4 separate regions of the Mus musculus genome follow, and regions 2, 3 and 4 are each linked to region 1. Evidence: chromatin contacts called from public ChIA-PET, HiChIP or PLAC-seq and promoter capture Hi-C data. All regions are on one chromosome and are shown on one strand. The core of a region is the stretch at or near the end of the contact, and the rest is flanking DNA. Distances in the headings are between cores, read along the strand shown.

Evidence for each region. Promoter capture Hi-C pulls out the DNA fragments that hold promoters and counts their contacts. ChIA-PET counts read pairs in DNA pulled down with a chosen protein or histone mark. HiChIP or PLAC-seq counts read pairs in DNA pulled down with a chosen protein or histone mark.
Region 2: a FOXA1 HiChIP or PLAC-seq map of pancreatic cancer cells shows a contact between it and region 1. The contact joins the promoter of Dapk3 here to the promoter of Rexo1 in region 1. A contact is called at or near these places in 3 of 39 promoter capture datasets (liver, neutrophils and pre-B cells) and 1 of 115 datasets of contacts at active chromatin or transcription factors (pancreatic cancer cells).
Region 3: a promoter capture Hi-C map of erythroid cells shows a contact between it and region 1, with 6 times the contacts expected there. The contact joins the promoter of Hmg20b here to the promoter of Rexo1 in region 1. A contact is called at or near these places in 2 of 39 promoter capture datasets (erythroid cells and liver).
Region 4: an RNA polymerase II ChIA-PET map of memory CD8 T cells shows a contact between it and region 1, with 56 read pairs. The contact joins the promoter of Map2k2 here to the promoter of Rexo1 in region 1. A contact is called at or near these places in 3 of 39 promoter capture datasets (embryonic stem cells, liver and pre-B cells), 1 of 484 Hi-C or Micro-C datasets (embryonic stem cells), 4 of 115 datasets of contacts at active chromatin or transcription factors (bone marrow-derived macrophages, cardiomyocytes, embryonic hindbrain and 1 more) and 2 of 9 other capture datasets (macrophages and pancreatic islet).

Annotation. Positions count from the first base shown.
Region 1 is chr10:80,560,306-80,565,385 of GRCm38.p6, forward strand. It overlaps Rexo1 (REX1, RNA exonuclease 1), which reads right to left and starts at 1,255. Exons shown (of 15, transcript NM_025852.3): 1 at 959-1,255. The coding sequence starts at 1,115.
Region 2 is chr10:81,181,416-81,186,043 of GRCm38.p6, forward strand. It overlaps Dapk3 (death-associated protein kinase 3), which reads left to right and starts at 1,592. Exons shown (of 9, transcript NM_001190474.1): 1 at 1,592-1,681; 2 at 2,561-2,660. The coding sequence starts at 1,669. It overlaps Eef2 (eukaryotic translation elongation factor 2), which reads left to right. Exons shown (of 14, transcript NM_007907.2): 13 at 78-210; 14 at 474-1,094. The coding sequence ends at 667.
Region 3 is chr10:81,347,705-81,352,481 of GRCm38.p6, forward strand. It overlaps Hmg20b (high mobility group 20B), which reads right to left and starts at 2,723. Exons shown (of 9, transcript NM_010440.3): 1 at 2,430-2,723; 2 at 1,676-1,784; 3 at 1,182-1,385; 4 at 792-912; 5 at 282-328. The coding sequence starts at 2,467.
Region 4 is chr10:81,103,286-81,108,473 of GRCm38.p6, forward strand. It overlaps Map2k2 (mitogen-activated protein kinase kinase 2), which reads left to right and starts at 2,630. Exons shown (of 11, transcript NM_001347144.1): 1 at 2,630-2,953. The coding sequence starts at 2,862. It overlaps Mir5615-1 (microRNA 5615-1), which reads right to left and starts at 1,388; the gene lies at 1,329-1,388. It overlaps Mir5615-2 (microRNA 5615-2), which reads left to right and starts at 1,331; the gene lies at 1,331-1,390.

The sequences.
Region 1 (5,080 bases), core at 5-2,504:
TACAAACCAGCCATGTGGCTGCTGGTAACCCAATCCAGGGCCTCTGCAACAGTAGCAAGCGTGGCCCCCACCCCTCAGACAGGGACTCACTGGCTATGGATTTCTGGAACAAGGCTTCCTATATAGACCAGGCTGGACTCAAACTCAGAGGTCCACCCGGCAATGCCTCTAGAGAAACGGGACTAAAAGTGTGCACGCAGCAGGCCCAGCCCAAAACAGAAAGTGCTCTTAAATCGGAGCCATCTCTCTAGGCTCTCCAATGTCTTCTTTAAATGCAATTGGAATCCTAAGGGTCCGGTTAGGGCCATCCCAGAACCTAGGAGGTTGCAGCTTCAGGGTCCTGGGTCCAAAACTAGCCTGGCCTACAACAGTAAAAACAAACAAAAGACAAATAACAAAACCTTAATGTCTTTTCTCTAATACAATACTTCCTACACACTGCCTGATCCCTGAGGCCTTCTTCAAAATGTCATCACACTAATTGCGACATGCTCCCTGCCAAGCTCAAAGTCCACACCCGTTCAAGGCAAGGGGGTTTTCCGCTCGACAAACAGCAGGTGCCCCTATGGCCTTGTGCATCCAACTACTGGAGACAGTGGGGGGGGGGGGGGGACTCATCCCAGGAAACTGTCGCGTTCGTAAACAAGGTATGCCACAAGCGCACAGGGTGGCGTGCGTGGTGACGGGAGGGAATGATATATCGTTCGGAACAAGGTGGACAGAATAAGAACCGGAGGAGTTGCACCAAGTCCCCTAGCTTGGGGACGGGGATGCACGGTCTCTCGCTCCGTCGTGACCGTCTTTATGCTTTAATGACCAGAGAGGTCTAGACATTTGCACAGCATCGCGATGGCAGCTAGGAGAGGGACAGCAATCTGACAGTGCGCGGTCTGGCTGAGCAAGGGAAACATGTAGCACGGGCGGGCTGTGGGACCCAGGGCGGTCCTATGGGCTTTACCTGATGCAGGAGATGCTGCGCCGCCGCTACCGGGAGCGCCGGGACCCCGAGCTCCGCGGTGCCGGAAGTGGCAGTAGGGCCGCCGGCAAGGCCCCCCGGGAGCTCCCGCCCAGTATGGGCAGTCGATGGAGCGGAAGAAGCCGGTAGAACGTAGCATGGTCCGTTCCGCAGCGGGGCCCCGGCCCGGAGATACCCGGGACCCCGGGACCCCTCCTCACACTCGCCCCGGAGGCTTCCGCTCGCGCTTTTCGGACCCCGCCGACGCCGCCATCTTGCCCCGAGGCCCCCAGAGGCCCCCGGGACGCTGTCGCTAGGGACGCCGGGAAGGGCTGACTGAAGTGCGCCTGCTTACAATGTCGTCTCCCGCGGAACTGTAGCCGTCGGAAGACCCGAAGCTTAGGACAAGAGAAGCTTTAAAGAACGCGTGATTATATGCTTCTGGTCCTGAGAACCTTCCGGCACCGGACTTTCGCGGGTGCAGCTTCGCAATCTTGAGCCTCAAGCCCCTGAGAAGCCTGGGCTGTCCAGAGTGCGCCTGGCTGGAAATGCACCGCGAGTCTCCGCTGTAATCTTTGGCTATATAAGGCCGTCGTGCGCCCCCCGGAGGACGAGGAGAGCTTCACGGCCAGGGTTTTTGTTTGATTTAGGATTTACTTTCTAATTCTATGTATGTGCAACATGAGTGTTTCTGATTCTCGCTGAAGTCAGAAAAGGGCTTTGGATACCCAGAAATTGGAGCTACTCATGGTTATGAACGGTCATGTGAGTACTGGGAACCGAACCCAAGTCTCCAATTGCTGTAAGTGCTCTTCACCACTGAGCCAACTCTCTAGCCAGGGTCTTAATTGGCTGAGGTGCCTATCCTGAGAAACCTACCTAATTGATGCTCAAATAGTCACCTAACCACGAGGGGTATCAGTGGGGCATTTCTTTTTTCTTTTTGCCGTGCCTAGATACATACACTAGACAAGGGCACTCCAACTAAGCTACACTCTGGAAATATATTTGATTTTTTTTTTTTTGTTTTTTTGTTTTTTTGTTTTTGCTTTGTTCTGGGGTGTTTGGAGGGAGGCGACACTGTGCACCCGCATGCAGAGGTTAGAGGAGCATACAGCTTCCCACCCCTTTGTTTAGTCTTCCATTTTCTTTCCTTTAAGACAGGCTTCTTCACTGAAGTACTTCAGCTGGGCAGGCTGGCTAGCAAGCTCCCAGCATCTGCTTGCCTCCACCCCAAAGCCTAGGGTGGCACTCACCTGGTCATACCCAGCTTTAAATGGGTGCTGGGGATTAGAACTCAGGTCCTGAGACCTGTGCACAGCTTTCTAACCCACTGAGCCCTCTCCCCAACCGCTTTTCTGTTTTGCTTTTGATTGAGGTAAGGTCTCATGTAACACAGACTGGATGGACTTGCCCATTACACAGTGCTGGAGATGAAACGCAAAGCCTTGTGCTTGCTAGACAGTTACTCCAGTCACTGAGCAACATCCCCAGAACCCCTCTTTCTGTTTGTCTGGACAGGGTCTGGCACTGTAGCCTAGACTGATCTTGGACTTCTGACAGTTTTCCTAAATGCTAAGATTACAGGCCTGAGTCACCATGGCCGCCTGCTTTTTAAATTTTTAATCAATTTATTTGGTGTTTATTTTAAAAGATTCTCCTTCTGCACTCCAGGCTCATCTCATTTTCAAATCTATAAAATCCATCTGCCTCAGCCTCTGGGATCCTAGGATTACAGACTTGAGCCAACACATGCAATTTTGGAAGGGTATTCTACCAGCATTTAACAATTCTCACAGAGAGAAGTCACCTGGATAAGCACTGGTGCATGACGAACATATGACATAGGCCCTGGGTTATTACACAGCCTCAAAAGCAATTCTGGTGGTGTACACCTATAGTCTCAGTCCAGTGGAGGTCGAGGTGGGAGCACACCTGTAATCTCAGTACAGTGGAGACAGAGGTGGGAACACACCTATAGTCTCAGTACAGTGGAGACAGAGGTGGGAACACACCTATAGTCTCAGTACAGTGGAAATAGAGGTGAGAGATTGACTCAGATCATTCTCAGTTACACAGAGAACTCAGGGCCAACCTGGGTTACCTGGAAACTGGTATTTTAAAATAAATAAAAGCTGGTTTTGTTTTGTTTTTCTGGGGTTTTTTTTGTTTGTTTGTTTTGTTTTGTTTTTTCAAGACAGGGTTTCTCTGTATCACCCTGGCTGTCCTGGAACTCACTCTAGACCAGGCTGGCCTCGAACTCAGAAACCTGCCTGCCTCTGCCTCCCAAGTGCTGGGATTAAAGGCGTGTGCTACCACACCTGGCTTGTTTGTTTTTCTGAGACACAGTTTCTCTGTGTGGCCCTAGATATCCTGGAACTCACTCTGTAGACCAGGCTGGCCTAAACCTCACAAAGACCTGCCTGCCTCTGCCTCTTGTGTGACAGGACTGTAGTCGTGCCACACCACCACCCACCAATAAAGATGTTTTTCAACATCTCTGGACTCCCTCAGCTTCCCACTCCCCAGGACATTGTTGGAATCACTGGAGCCAGAGCGTCAGATTGGGAGCTATGGAGATGGATGGTGGAAGCTGAAGCATAGCCTTCGAATGAGCTTCATGGTGCTGAGCTATACATGGAAATGAGGTTTAAGTGCACTTTCATATTCTGTGTGCCTTTATACAACTATTATCAACAACTGAAGGGGGCGGTGACAGGGCAGCTGTAATTTGGGGTCCAAAAGCAGGAGCTGTAGGTGACCCCAAGGCAGGGTCCCTCTATAGAAATACAGTCAGCCTAGCAGCAGGGCACCAAGATCAGCAAGAGGTGTTCCAGATGTGGCCTTTTCCCAACAAAGTTATTTGGCAAAGAGCCTGAAACAGTACAGAGATTGCTTCTCACGCACGGTAGAAGAGCAAAGGGAGCCGACCCAGGCATGGTTACTTCTCAGTACTGTCACATATAACTCAGCCTCTGCGAATATAGTTATCAGGATAATGTATGTCTCATCTCCGACCTCTGTCAGACCAGAGGTCCAGAGCTGGTGTCCCGGCAAGACAACCTGCAGCACAGCACCTGTCTGCTCACTCACCCGGGAGTTCGAAAGAAAGATCCAAATCTTTCTGCATCTGGCGCTGTTGTCCAACTCATCACTGCTGAATGATGGTGGCTTGACATGTGTTTTCCTTTTCTTGGCCTTGAACTCAACCATCTTACCTGGCCTCCTGAGTAGCTGAGAATGACAGACCCCCTAGGCTATTATGTTTGGGGTTTTGTTGGTTTTTTATCGGTAGGCTGCTGTGAACATTCTAAGCAGTGAAAATGATGTTGAACCTCTGATCCTTGTGGCTCCACCTCCCCAGCCCTGCCGTGCCCACCTTAGCCACACTTATGATCATGAAGAGAAACATAGGCAGAGGAAGGAACAATACAGCGCTTCCAGAACAAGTTGGGCTTGTTTCTTGTTTGTTGGTTTTGTTTTGTTTTTGGGAGGAGGTTGGAATCCTAGGCGGGGATCCAACCTGACCATGCCCCCAATTCCTCACTAGGGGCCTGTAAGGGGGTTGTTCTGCCACACTCTTCTCAGAAGGATCTCTGAAATAAGCTCAGAAATGGAGATGGGAGACCACAGAGCTGGCCAAGTACCTTTAGGTGCTTACCAACAAAGATAAAAAGCACACCACTAGCCGGGCAGTGGTGGAGCACGCCTTTGATCCCAGCACTCGGGAGGCAGAGGCAGGCGGATCTCTGAGTTCGAGGCCAGCCTGGTCTACAGAGTGAGTTCCAGGACAGCCAGGGCTATACAGAAAAACCCTGTCCTCGAAAAACGAGAAAAAAAAAAAAAAAAAAAAAGCACACAGCCACCCAGGAACTTAAATATGCGTGTTCATATCAGCACTAATCACAGAAGCCAATTTTAAATTCAATTCACAATCTGTGCATTGACAAATGAATGATGAACACGGGAGTCTTGCTCAGTCCTAAACTGAAGAATGGCTGTGACACATGACAATATAGAGTGGTTGCCAACACCTTACTGAGACCCTTTAATACATGTAGTTACTCATGTGGTGACACCAGCCATTAAAGTCTTTCATTGCTACTTTGTAACAGTAACTTTGCT
Region 2 (4,628 bases), core at 342-2,841, 620 kb after region 1:
TTGTGTATCTTAGGTGGTGTCTGTCTATCCTCCTGCCTCTGCCCACTGCTCACCATGTTCTCTCTTTTTCCTCGAAGTGTCCTGAGCAAGTGGTGGGTGGCATCTACGGTGTCCTGAACAGGAAGCGTGGCCATGTGTTTGAGGAGTCCCAGGTGGCTGGTACCCCCATGTTTGTGGTCAAGGCATACCTGCCTGTCAATGAGTCCTTTGGTGAGTGTCTGGTCCCTGGGGTTTGCAGATAACCTGCAAGGCCTGTGTAATATAGCTGCGGGGTGCAGAACAGAAGCAGATTTCTGTCATCACGGCCAGCTTGCTTAAGGGTGCCAGGAAAGACAGAGCTACAAACTACACAGAGAAACCAAAACAAAGGACCCAGGAATCCCTCCTGGGAGGGGTGGCAAGACAGCTAAGCATGTCCCCCCCCCACCCCACCCCCCCAGGGAAGTCACCTGAGTCTCCTGTCTTCTGTCTAGGCTTCACCGCTGATCTGCGATCCAACACCGGCGGCCAGGCCTTCCCCCAGTGCGTGTTTGACCACTGGCAGATCCTGCCTGGGGATCCTTTTGACAACAGCAGCCGCCCCAGCCAAGTGGTAGCTGAGACGCGCAAGCGCAAGGGCCTGAAAGAGGGCATCCCAGCGCTGGACAACTTCCTGGACAAACTGTAGGCAGCCTGATACTGCCACATGCTGCACAGTGCCCACCCATCAGAAGACACCTTGAGACTGTCCCACAGTGCTCCTCTAGAGGCTGCTGGGGCCACCCTGACATCACTCAGCACTCACTTGCTACCAATTCTATTTATTTCGGAATTACAAGATAGCGGGAATCTCTCTGCAGGCTGGACTGGCAGGCTGTGGGGTGGGCGGGACACGGCTCTTAACATTTTCAGAGGGAAACGCGCAGATGTCCAAAAGTCTAAATAAATGCATTCAGAGGTTTTTGGGGTCCATGGCCAAGTGGAGTTCCCCCAGAGGGGGAGGTGGGGTAAGTGCCTCCAGGAAGGCAGGCAGCCTGCCTTAGACTTGCAGCCCGGCTGTGGGAATGAATCATTGGAGTAATAAACTACAGTGGTTGATCCACATGTGCTCGCAACTCTGTTTTGTACAGCGCACGCTTTCCTGGTTTTCAGGGTATCTGGCTACCCTTAGGTGGCCTGCGGTGATTCACACATAACACACACACTGCACCCCGTGCGACAGAATGGGTTTTATTGTGAGTTCACAGTACTGCCTCAGTCCATTCCACAAACTTGAATCACTCCATAGACCTGCACATCAGGGGTTTGGTCTGCGCATACCCGGCTCCAGGTTATTGGCTTTCAGCCTCTCGCGTTAGCCAATCATCAGCCAGGAGCCCAATAATGATGTGCTCCACAAGGGCGGTGTCGAGCCTTCCTGTGAATCTGTCAGGCTGGCCAATGAGCACTGGACTCTCGCCTAGCCTTGGGTGATGACGTCACTAGTCAACGTCCGCTTCCGCTGAGAGGTCAGATGCTAACCAATGAGCGTGTGCATTCAATTTCCGGTTAAAGTCGTAGTCCAATGAGCGCTGGTTTTCGGGTTTTGCGGAGGTGTGCCCCTGCGCTGTCAGCGCATGCGTAGATGCCGTCTCAGGATTTGTACCGGAGGTTCTCGCGGGGGCCTCGCTGGCACCGGGCGGGGACTCGATGGCTGAGGACGGTACGAATGGGCCGGGTCCGGGACGTTGTGTTGGGACCCAAGGGACACGCGACGAGGGCGGGAGCGAGGGGAGGGAACCCGCGAGGGGCATGGCTTTCTCCAATCTCGAGGGGTGGACCTCTAGGAATAGCAACACTGCTGCGCATGTGTCAGGTTTCCGGCGACACCCCTGAGTTCCGGGGTGCTGGTGGGCATGATTGACAGGTGAGGAAGCTAGGTAGGAATTTCAAGAGCCGGACGCTATGGAAGTGTTTCGAGTAGAGAACCCCACGCTGACTTGGAACTCTGTTTAATCCTCCAGCCTCAGCCTCTTGAGTGCTAGGGTAAAGGGCACCTGACACTGTATTGTGTTTTATAGTTTTGTACATATATATATATATATATATATATATATATATATATATACTGCTTGAGAGATGTTGTTCCGCTTCTTTTAGTTATATCTATGCTTGTTTCTGAGAGGGGTGTCACAGTGCCCGCAGGTACCTGAGGTTCCTGAAGAGAGCGTTAGAGGTCATCAGGCCTGGGAGTTAGAGATACTAGTGAGCACTGGAAACTGAACTTGGAGACTGTGCAAGTACAGCACCCACTCTTACCGTCTCAGCCATCTCTCCAGTCACTTGAGCTGGTCTCATGGAACTCAGGCTGGCTTGTAACTCACCAAGTATTTGAGTATGCTCTTGAACTCGTAGCCGTGCAGCCCTCCGCTCCCCAGTGTGGGGTGTCAGGTTTGCTCTACCATGACCAAATTGTGGGTAGAGGCTGTAGATGACCAAAGAAAATCTGGGGCAGGGGCATTGTGTGTCACATATGCTGGGGAAGCCTCTTGGGAGAAGTCGGATCCGTGATAAACATTTCCTGTTTCCTCTGTCCCTCCAGCTCCTGTGTCCCCAGAATCCTTCAGAAGGCCAGCCGCCATGTCCACATTCAGGCAAGAGGATGTTGAGGACCATTATGAGATGGGAGAGGAGCTTGGCAGGTGAGTGGCGTGGGAGGTGGGTGCCCTTCCTCTCCTCAGTGTCTTGAAGCAGTGGCCACAGAGTTTTCTGGTGGTACCACGCCAGACTTCAGGTTCCCAGATGACAGGGAACCTGAGTTCCTTTTCTCTCGTGTCCTCTGTGGAGAGAGACACAGAGACCTGTAGCTGCTGCCCCTGAGCCGGGGACAGTGCCTCGGAGCATTGTCTGCTATGGGATTGTTCTCAGCTCGGTTTCTTCTTTTCCCCCATGAGACAGAGTCTTACTATGTACTCCTGGCTGGTCTGGAACTTGCTCATCACAGAGATCCTCCTGCCTCTGCTTCCCAAGTGCTGGAGCTAAAGGATTGCACCACCACCCTGGCCTTGGCTGATTTTGATTTTGGTTTTTTAAAGGCAGGCTCTCATGTCCCCCAGATTGGCCTTGAACTTCTTTTATGTAATTACTATATTTTGTGTGCATATGTGTCTTAGTCACAGCACAGCTTCCTGGAGTCTGTGCTCTCCTCTCCCATGCGAGCCAGTTCCAGGGACTGAGCTCAGGGAGTCCTTGGCAGCCCTGGGTGATGTCCCACCACACTGCACAGGCTGTTTTACGACTTGCTGGGTCTGCCTTTCTTGAGTTCTGTACATGGATGCTTTTATACTGGTGTCTCCCCAGTGCCGGGATGGTTCAGGACACCGTTTTCTGTTTGGTGTTTCTTGAGAAAGCCAGATTCTCTTTCTAGGCTAGCTCTCATGCCTGTCCGTGCTTTGGAGCCCCCTCCCTCTTCCCCCTCCCACCTCCTCATGCCAGGCCCTTCCTCTTTCTAAGGGGCTTCAGACCTTATTTGGTGAGTTCTGGGCCAGCCTTCTGGGGGCATCAAGGCCCGCCCTATGATGTCATCCCCATGGAATGTAAATAACCTTCCCAGTACTAGGCAGGCTGAGGAGGAGTTTTCCTGCCTAGGGACCCTGAACCACTTCCTTCTGGAGTTCCCCACCCCAGCCCCCACCCCTGAGAACCTCCCGGCTGCCATCCCAGTAGGGCTTCAGCGATGTTCCTGTCATGTGCTGGTCACATCTATGAGCCTACTGCTAGGGAAGTAGGGACATCTCGTGCCAGGGATGTGAGACTCAGACTGAAACATAAGATGGGACACTGGAGAGGCGGCTCAGTGATTACAGCACCAGCTGCTCTTGCAGAAGTCCTAGGTTCGATTCCCAGCAACCACATGGAGGCTCACAACCACCTGTGACTCCAGCTCCAGGAGTCTGACACTCCCACTGGTCTCTGTGAGCAAAACTTGTAAAAACACAGAAAGAAACACAGAGGCCTTCTCACATACCACACACCAACTCACCCTGACAGGTAAGTATGGACAATTTAGCCCTTACGTAGTCAACACTCTGAGGGTGGGTCCAGGATCCTGAGCTCCTCACAGGCATTGATGCTCATCTAGCAAATGAGGATGTATTTGTGCATAACCCATGCATGGCACCCTGTGTAATTTACATAAAGTGTTTATGGTGTTGGGGTAGGTGGACCCAGGCCCCAGGCCTGCCACTCTGTACACTTGCTGCCTGGATCTCTGTTTTTATTTTTTTAATTTCTATTTTGACTTATTATGAATACAGTGTTCTGCTGCATGGATGCTTGCGTGCCAGAAGAGGGCTCCAGCTCTCAATACAGATGGCTGTGAACCAACAAGGGCAGTCAGTGCTTGTAACCACTCAGCCACCTCTCCCGCCTCTGCCTCCCAAGTGCTGGGATCAAAGGCGTGCGCCACCACTGCCGGGCTATTTGTTTTTTTTTTTAAGATTTATTTACTTATTATATATGTAAGTACACTGTAGCTGTCTTCAGACACATCAGAAGACAGCATTCGATCACATCGCAAATGGTTGTGAGCTACCATGTGGTTGCTGGGATTTGAACTCAGGACCTCCAGAAGAGCAGTCAGTGCTCCTAAGTCAGGAGCAATTTCTCCA
Region 3 (4,777 bases), core at 1,473-3,972, 790 kb after region 1:
GCAGTGAGTGTTCTTAACTCTGAGTGGCGCTGGAGTCCCCAGCTTCCTGCATGCCAGGTCAGCACTCTATACATGAGGCCCTCTCATGGTGGGGTGGGTGGGTGGTGGTGGGGGTAGAGCCCTTGGTTCTGTGCATTCTGGGCAATGACTTCACCACTAAGCTATGCCCCACCACAGAGTCACTGTGTCTCCACAGTGGTCTTGCTTTTATCTATGGAACACACTAGCTTTGGGGGTAGGTATCTTCTCTCTTAAGTACTTCTGGACTGAGAGGCCCTTACCTTGTGCCCATTCAGGAGGGTGTTCATGAGCCCAGAACTGGAGTCCTCTAGTGGGGAGGGAGGAAGGCAGGTCAGCCAGCACCCTCCCAGTCCAGAGGCCCCACCTGGACGGCCCCACATAAACCTTTATGCTTATGAGGGGAGTTTGGGCCCATTCACCTTTCCTTTTATTGTTGTTGGGTTTTTGTTTGTTTGTTTGTTTGTTTGGTTTTGGTTTTATGAGACAGGGTTTCTCTGTGTAGCCCTGGCTGTCCTGGAACTCACTCTGTAGACCAGGCTGGCCTCGAACTCAGAAATCCGCCTGCCTCTGCCTCCCGAGTGCTAGGATTAAAGGCGTGTGCCACCACGCCCGGCTTTTGTTTGTTTTTGAGACAGGGTTTCTCTGGGTAGCCCTGGCTGTCCTGGAACTCACTTTACAGACCAGACTGGTCTCAAAAGCAGAGATCCACCTGCCTCTGTCTCCCAAGTGCTGGAGTAAAGGTGTGCACCACTACTGCCTGGCTCACTCACCTTTTTTAATTTTGTTTTCTTGAATCTTCTCAGTGCAGACCTTGTAGGCCTCTGACTGCTGGTATGCCCACAGCTCCTTCAAGTACTGCTGTTTCTCCTTCTCTGCCTCATCCAGGTACCGCTAGGAGGGGGGCAGCATCCTCAAACTAGGGCCAGCCCAAACGAAGGTAGGCACACAGATGTGGCCAGAGCCAGGCCCCCAACTCCCCTCATACTGATGTATTCGTAACCCCTCCCTTGCCTCCCTTCCTCCCTCCAACCCACAGAGAGAGGGTCCCTTCTCCAGGACTACTGGACGTTCTCCACCTTGTTCTTTGGGCCTGGGTCTCTCACCGATGGGGCTTGCCCAGGGATCCTCCTGTTTCTGCCACCCCTTTCTCTGGTCTCTACCTGCTTCTCTGCCGGCTGCAGCTTGCTCCACTCGGCGCCCAACATCTTCGTGATCTCCGGGAATGGAAGGTCCGGGTGGCGGGTGCGAATCTGTTCCCGCCTCTCATTCAGGAAGCGAACATAGCCAGTGACGGGGGCCTTGGGCCCATTTGGGAGAATCTTCTTTCTTTTTTTGCCTTTGGGCCAGCCTCGCTTCTTCACTGGCTGCAGGAGGAGGCTGTGTCCTTGGGAGGGGCTCTGGGAAGTGTGGGTGGGGGTCTGGGGCATATGGGCGGGGCCTAGTCTAGTGGTAGGTCGGCAGATCAAGGGTCAGAACTCTAGAGAACCTACGGGTCCTGCACCAAGACAGCCTCCTAGGGGTGGGGCTGAAGCCACTGACAGGCTAGGCTGGGGTGTGGCCTCTTGCTAGGCAGTGGGAGGATCTTATAGTCTGGATTTGTGAGGTATGTGTTGCTGAGCCAGCGGCCGGCCAGGCTTTTCAGATGGGGACTCACCTCCTCCTCCTGGGGCCCCTTCTCTCCAGCTCGGGAACCCTCGCTGCGCTCCTGCTTGACAGCCACTACAAAGGCCCCGTGCTGGCCCGGAGTCTTGCCTCCCGCAGGTCTTGGGGACAATGGAAACCAGCGTCATCCATCAGTGCCAAAATCATTCCCCCATACCTACCCATCCCCTTCTTGTCATTGGAGATCACAGAAGTATGTGGGAGCACGCATGAGCCTGGAAAAAGGGGGTGGGGACCCAGAGTTTGAGGATCCAAGGATCACAGTAGGCCACTGGCGGGGTGGGGACGGAGGACGAGGTGAGTTGGTCCTGGGGCCTGGGAGGAAGATGAGATAGTGAGGAAGGCCATAGGGTGTCTTGGCAGTTCTACAGGGAGTACAGAAATCCCCGAAGGGTGACAGGACATGGTCAGAAGTTCCTGTAGTGGGGATAAGGTAGGTAGGGTATAGGGACAGGACAGGATCAGGGGTTCCCAAAACAGAGGTACACAGAGGTACCTGAGGATGAGACAGGGTATGTCCAGAGATCCCAGCGTGGACATGGTGTGTTTAGGGGTACCCGAGGGTGGATATAGGGAATGTTTAAGAGTTCCCAAGGATGCAGGACAGGACATGTCCAGGAGTACCCGGGGTGGAGACAGGGCATGACCCCTGGTACTCGAGATGGACACAAGGCATTTCCAGGGGTACCCGACGATGGGGACAGGGCTTATCCAGGGTCGGGACAGGCTGGGGGAGGCGCACTCACGCGGTGGCTGCGCCTGGCTGCCGGGGACCGTGGGACATGGCCACTCCGGGCGGGATCTGGAACAGAAGCCGGCAAAGGTCAGGGGGTCCTGCCTGCCACCTCGATGGGAACCGCAGGGCGATCCCCGGGGGGCCCGGACCGGGGAGGCGGATCCCGGGGCGGGGAGGTCCTCGGGCAGGAGGCCCCGCGATCCTTTGTTGCGAGATCGAGTCCCGGAGGCCGCGCCCCGCAGCCCCCGCCCCGCGCAGGCCCGGACTTCCCGGCTCTTTTCACCTCTGAAAAAACTTTCCCGGGACCTGAGACGCGGCGACGGTCCAACCAAGCGCCCGCGCCCGCTCCGCCCTCATGCTAATGAACCCAAGGATAGCGCTCTAATTGGCTGAGGCCTCCATGAGAGGTGGGGTCATGCAGATTAGTCTCGGCGCGCCGGGCGGTGGTTGGCTGAAGATCTGCGGAGCCGCGTGGGAGGTGCGTCGGCAGGTTGCGGGCGGGTGCGTCAAGTTCGGCTGCGCTCCGGCGCGCTCGGGACCAATCGGAGGCGACTGGCGGCGTGCTGTGGGGCGGAGCTCCTTAAAGGGCCAGTAGTCCCCATTCTGACCGGTGAGCTAGGGTGTGGAGATGGGGACCGGGGATATTCGGCAGAAGAGGCGTTTTTAGTAGGCTTCTAAGGAAGGAGTTAGGTTCCAAAGAGGCACCCCCCGCCCCTGCAGTACGGCCAGGTGTAGTTTTTCTTACTACGTTGAAAAAAAATGGGTCTGGTGAGATTGCACAGCACTTGAAGGTGCTCGCCACCTAGTGGACGACTTGCATTCGGAACCCACAAAGTGGAATGTGAGAATGGTTTTCCAGCAAGTTGTCCTCTGAACTCCACTGTGTGCTGTGCCATGTGCATCACACACAGACCTAAATCAATAAATGAACGTATGCTTTATAAACGGAGGACTGGGGAAATGACCACCAGGCACTGATTTCCCTTCCCGTGGAACCTTGATTTTACTCTCTGACCAAGGGGTACATTGAACCATAGGAGGAGTAACAGGCTGGGAGGCTGACACCTAGATCTGAGATAGAAGCTGGGCTAAGAGCATTTTCATTAAAAAAAAAAAAAAATCATTTTGAAGGTCAGTGCGGACTGACTCAGCAAGCCAAGGGGTTTACAGAGAAACCCAACAACTTGAATTTGATCCGCATTATCCAAATGGAAGAGACAGCACCACACATCTAGGTTGCCAAATGTGATTTTACTCCAGTCTTCTGTAACATCCCACAGTAAAAGAGAAACTGAGAGTTGGTTCTATGGTTAGGAGTGCCTGTTTCTTTTGCAGAGAACCTGGGTTCGATCCCCAGCACCCATTTGTCTGCTAAAAAGTATCTGTAACTGTCCCAGGAGACCTCTTTTTACCCTTTTGAGCATTAGGCAAGCAAACAGGCTTACATGCAGGGAAAATGCTCATAAACGTGAAATAATAGGTGTCAGATCTTGTTACAGATGATTGTGAACCACCATGTGGTTGCTGGGATTTGAACTCCGGACCTTTGGAAGAGCAGTCAGGTGCTCTTACCTACTGAGCCATCTCACCAGCCCAAATAAATCTTTTTAAAAACAAATGATTGAAGATATTGCTCAGTGGTTTAAATAAAACCTGCTGCTCTTCCAGTTCGATTCCTGGTAGCCACACTAAGGGCTGGGAGTGTGGTCAGAGTGGAGCCCCGCCCATAATTCCCCTGGAGGGGTTGGGGCAGGGTTAGGGTGTTTCCATCCCATCATGCACTGCGGTCGTGGGCTCAGTCCTCCCGTGCTGTTTGTAAACTGAAACTCTGTGATGGGGTAATGTTGGCCAGGTGACGCATTGTAATGATAGCATGTGTTTATGGGACCACACACATGCTTACACATGCAGCATGTGCTTATGTCTATCTTAATGGCAGGTGCAAGTGACGCCCCCCAAACTCAACAGGCTGGGGGATTCTGAGCCGCTCCTCTCAAGCAGGTGACAGTTCAGATAGAGCTTCTTAGATAAGGTTAGGCTTGATCAAACTTGGGCTTCCTGTTACAACAGAGATAGAAGAGCATTTGGGTAAAACAATGACAGGCGGCTGTGGGGACCCAGGCACAGGTCAAAGGTTTCTACAGGTGGTCCAGGAAGGGAGCAGCCTGACAGTTACCCTGAACAGAGTCTCAGCCTTCATCACTGGCTGTGAGCTTGGTGTGGGCTCACCTGCCTTTAATGCTACCACTAGGGAGACAGAAGCAGGGGATCTCTGTAAGTTCCAGTCCCCTGTGCTACATAGTGAAAGCCTCTCAGAGACAATTAAAAATAAATAAATAAATAAATAAGAAAGAAGCT
Region 4 (5,188 bases), core at 1,380-3,879, 540 kb after region 1:
ATCCACCACATCCACAGAGCTGAACAGAGACAAATACACCTCTGACAGCCTTTTTGTTCTCAGACTAGGTCAGAGCCACAAAACACAACCAAAGCATAGCCAGAGGTCTTCATCAAGGAGCAGTGAGAACCAGTGAACTTCAAAGGGATCACAGAACCCGTGGCTTATTAATATTGTCATGATTATTGTTATTATTTAGTACTAGGAGTTAAGCCCAGGGCTTCCTGGAGCTCCACCCCTGGCCAGGCCCCTAGACCCTCACTGGGGGATTCTAGGCAGAGGCTCCACCTCTGGTCATGTCCCCAGCCTCTCACTGGGGATCCTAGGAGGCCCTGTATACTTTTGGCTGCTGCTGTTTTGGTATAGGGTTTCAGTACACAGCCCCACCTGGCCGTAACTGGTTATGTAGACAAAGTTGGCTTTGAATTCCTAGAGATCTTTCAGCCTTTACCGCCTGATCTGGGTCCTAAAGGCATGGGCCACCACACCTGCTGACTTGGGCTGAGACAGGTCTTTCTTGACCAGTGCTGCCCTTGTCTGCTCTCATGAAGACATGGCCTTTGAGCCCATGAAGTTCTTGCTTCTATTCCTCAATTCTCTGGGATGTGAGGGTCCTTCCTAGTTACAAGCTCAGATAAACCGTGACCATTGCACCCTGCCCACTGTGGGCAGAAGTCAAATCCCGAAACACAGGACATGCCCAGCGCAGAGGGGAATAACTCCACAGGTGTGCACTGCTGTAAAAGTTCCTGCAGTTGCACCTCGCAGACAGTGCGTTTATTATGTCCCATTGCGGGTCAATAAAGATTACATGGAGCTGAAGTGGAATAAGGGCATGTTCCCGGGGACTGCTGGAAAACAAGGCAGAGCTCGAGACCCCAGACATATCTGAAGTGCAAGCATCCAGTGAGCAGGGCAGGATACTCCTGACAAATGAACGGACAACTGGGATCGGCAAGAGGGTCAGCGGGCAGAGGAGCTTGCACCCAAGCCTGAGGCCCTGAGTTCAATCCTTTCTACAGAGTAGAAAGAGAGGGAAGGCCCCTGCCTAGATCTGCTCCATGTGCAGCTGGTGGACAAGGATTTTCGATTGGGAAACCGCTGTGGTGACATTTATGGTGTTTTGAGGCCCGGACTTCTGTCTGCAATGATGCATGAAGGCAGATGTAAACCAGGTCTCTCCCCAGCTTCTCCTTAGCAGCTGGCCTGGGAACAATCCACAGACTTATAAAACAGTAACTGAGCGGGGCAGGCTCCACTGGGCAGAACACTCACCTGGGTTCCACTACCAGCCGCAGAAAGTGGTCCCTTGTTGGGCTACACCCCAGTCCTTGGTTGTTTTCTGAGACAGAAAATGAGACTCTTTTCTGTCTCAGAAAACAACCAAGGACTGCTCTTCCAGAGGTGTTGAGTTTAATTCCCAGCAACCACATGGTGGCTCGCAACCATCTGTAATGAGATCAGATGACCTCTTCTAGTGTGTGTTTGAAGACAGCTACAGTGTACTCATACATAAATAAGTAAATAAACCTTAAAAAAATAAAATGGTTTGTTCTCACAAAATTGTAACAAAAAAATACATTCTCAAAGTCATTGAACTGAATAAAGGCTGTAGCCAGGTGAAAGCCTGCTTGCCTCCCTGGTGGGTTTCATCTTTACCATCTGAGAGGTAAAAAAACGCGGAGAACTTCCTTGTGAGATGCTGTCACTCAGAACAAACTTCATGGCCACCGTGGGCTGCAGAGCAAGACCCTGCAAGTCTGATTTCCATGTGCCTGCTCAAGAGCCCAGAGCAGGGGTTTTACTATGTATCTGTACACTCTGAATTCCAAGAGTGTGACCCTGGACAAAGAACCAGCCCTGAGTGGTATGTCTACACAATGGAATGCTATTTGGCCAGGAAAAGGACGAGAGCCCTGCCATCCAAACCATTGTGGATGGACCTTGAGGGCAAAGGAAAAACAAGCCAGACATAAGTGACCCTAACCACAAGAAGTGTTCGGATTCACACACTGAAATGGTGACCGTCAGGGATGGGGACCAAGGGAATTTATGTATTACCCATACCCGAGCTTCAATGAAGGGCCGTGAGAAAGGTCTGTAGGGCTATGGGATTGTTGCAGAACAGTAAAACACTAGGGGTTGGGACTGGAGGATTGCAGGGAGTGGAGGTGAAGCCTGGACAACACAGTAACTTCGAGAACAGTGTGGGTGGGGTACTGAGGCTCTGTCTCAAAATAAAAACAAAAACAAACAAGCAACAAAACAAACAGCAGGAAGTAGGGCTCAGTGGGTAGCGCTCTCGCCTATAGGACACGGGGCCGCAGCAAAGCAGGAAGCAGGTAAGGTAGCTCAGGCCTACGGTCCCAGCGGCCAAATCTAGGAAAATATATGAAACTAAACAAGTCTGAGTCGACTGATGCTGGCAGGTCTGTCTCCTCGCGGTCCTGCCGTGTGTAACCCCACCCGCGTTTGAGACGCACACGCAGCCGACCCCGGGAAGCTGATCGTACAGACAGACGACTGCACCGCCGCAAACATTAAACACAGCGTCCGCCTCTGCCCTTCTACAGTAGGCCGGGGAGCCACCTCGCGCATGCGCCTCGGTTGAGGGCGGGACCTCGCAGAAAAAGATCTCGCGAGAGCTCGGCCTGCGAGCTTGTGGCCGCCCCCTGTTCCCCGACCTCCCGGCTGCGCTGCAGCGTCAGCTTCACTCGGCCTCGGCGTCGGTCTGCTCGCCCCGGCGCTCCGGGCTCGTCCGCCTTCCACCTTCTGCCCGGCCTAGGCCGCAGCCCCGGGCCCGCGTCGCGCCGCCCCCTATGGGCCCCGGCTGAGGCGTCGCCGCTGGCCGTGGAGCCCCGATGCTGGCCCGGAGGAAGCCGGTGTTACCGGCACTCACTATCAACCCTACCATCGCCGAGGGCCCGTCCCCCACCAGCGAGGGCGCCTCTGAGTGAGTAGGCGGGGCGTGTGAGGACAGGGGCGGGCCTCGGCGTGAAGGGGGCGTGACCACAAGTGGGGGTGTGGTCTGAAGGGATAGCAGCGCCCGGGAGGACAGGGGCTGGTCCTGAGAATGGTGTGGATGGAGGTGAGAGGGGCGTGGAGTTCGAGGGCTGGAACAAAGCCTGGTTGGGGGTCCGGGCATGGAGGGGGTTGTGGGGGGGGGGGTGGAGGCAGGGCCAGTTGGGTGAGTCACGTGGTGTGTCAGCTTGGCCCGGGGAAAGGGGCGTGGTCTAAGGTGAGTGGCCTGTGAGCTTAGAGGGCCGTGGCCTTTGAGGACTAGAACAAAAGCCTGGTTGGGGTCGGGGCCAGAGCAGTGAGGCTGGTGGTCTTATCAGGTTGGCCAGATGGGAGAGGGGCGTGGCCCAAGGGGAGAGCCCTGAGTCCTGTGAGCGTAGAGGGGCGGGGCCTCGGCCGGAACTTGGCTTTAGAAAAGTTGGTCTGGAGAGTAGCAGTGCCTGAGGCAGGGTAGGGATGGGGACAAGGTGCAGGGATCTGAGAGAATGGCTTTGGGAAAATCTCTGCTGTTGAAGGGGAAACAGGGGGCAAAGGGGGCGGCGTGGGTACAAGAGGGGGGCAGGTCCTGCAGGTGTTGGGACCAAGAAAGGGGAGCTAGAGAGAGGTATGACTTGGAGTAAGGAGAGGGGCCTGAAGAGAGGCAGGGCAATTGGAGACCCAAGAAAGAAGACGTCCTGAAGGTGGCCAGGAGAATCAGGGGAGCAGTGAGGCTTTCCGGGTGTGTGTGTGTGAGGTGTGGTATGGTTAGAGGAACAGAGGCCGTGCGGGGTAGCCTAGCCTAGCGCTTAAGACTGGGTACCAGGTGAGTGGAGCAGTTGAAGGCATGACTTGTCTGAGGAGGCAAGGCTGGCCTTGCAGGGGCAGAGGGAAGGAACCTGTTGGAAGAAGCAAGGGGAGGTGCAGGGGAGAGCCTGGCTTGGGGAGTACATGGTGACCTAGTGGAAAGTGGACAGTGCCCTTGGAGATGGGTGTGGGGGTAACAGACTCACTATGATGGGGTGGGATGAGCGATGCAGTTGGGTACAAAGCCTTCCTGAAAAAGGGTCAAGTAAGGACGATTGATCAAATAAGGTTAGGGATAAGGTTTTTTTGGGAGGAGAAGGGGAAGGCTGGTCTTCCTGAAGGGAAAAGAGGGGTGTCCCAGGTGAGGACAGCCTAAGAATCCTTGAGTGATACCAGACCAGGGAGGCCTCTGTCAGGAAAGACTCGGTGAGACACCCCTTTGTGGGCATATCAGCATGATGGAAGTGCCTCAGTCTGAAGGCAGCTGTTGAGGACCCCAGAGTGCATAAAGATGGCCTGGGGTGTGGTGTTCCAGGAAAGAATGGGGAGAAGGCTTTCCAGTGTGGAACTTATAGTAATGGCATGAGGGGGACCTGAGGCGTTGGGTGAAGTGCCTAAGAGACTGAAGCCCATGATGAAAAATGTCAGAGAAGGGGGTGCTAGGTCTTGGAGGTTGAATCCTGCTAGCCAAAGCTAATGGCTTAAAACACCCACTGGGAGACATGGGAGGGCTTAGGTGCTTCCCAGCAGCTAAGGACAAGATAAAGGGGCAGCCAGAAGGTGCTGAGTGCTTCAAGGGCTACATACAGTACAGCCTGGGGTCCTGTAAGGGCGACTGGTGCATTCTCATGCTAGCAGGCTCATGGGATGTGTGTGCAAGAACTGGGTGTGACAGATGGTCAGGTGGGTGGCTTTTCTGAGGGCCTCCCCTCCCCTTGGATGAAGATGGAGGTGGGAACAGGTTTGTTTGTTTGTTTGTTTGTTTCTGAGACAGGGTTTCTCTGTGTAGCCCTGGCTGTCCTGGAACTCACTCTTTAGACCAGGCTGGCCTCGAACTCAGAAATCTGCCTGCCTCTGCCTCCCAAGTGCTGGAATTACAGGTGTGCGCCACCACTGCCCGGCAGGTTTCTTAGTTATAAAAGCCAAGCCGGTGCTGCTGAGGAAGGATGATCAATTCAAGCCACACTAGGTCACAGTGTGCATTCAGGGGTGGTCTGGGTAGCTTTTAGACCCTGTCACAAAGGATAGACCCCTCTACCTAGAATCCACCAGTGAGGGACTGGATATGGGTGTACCTAGTGTGTGGGTGGCCTCAGCTTTGATTAGCATAATCACACATACAATTAAATCCCAGGCATGGCTGCTGCCACTTTAATCTCCTCCCTCT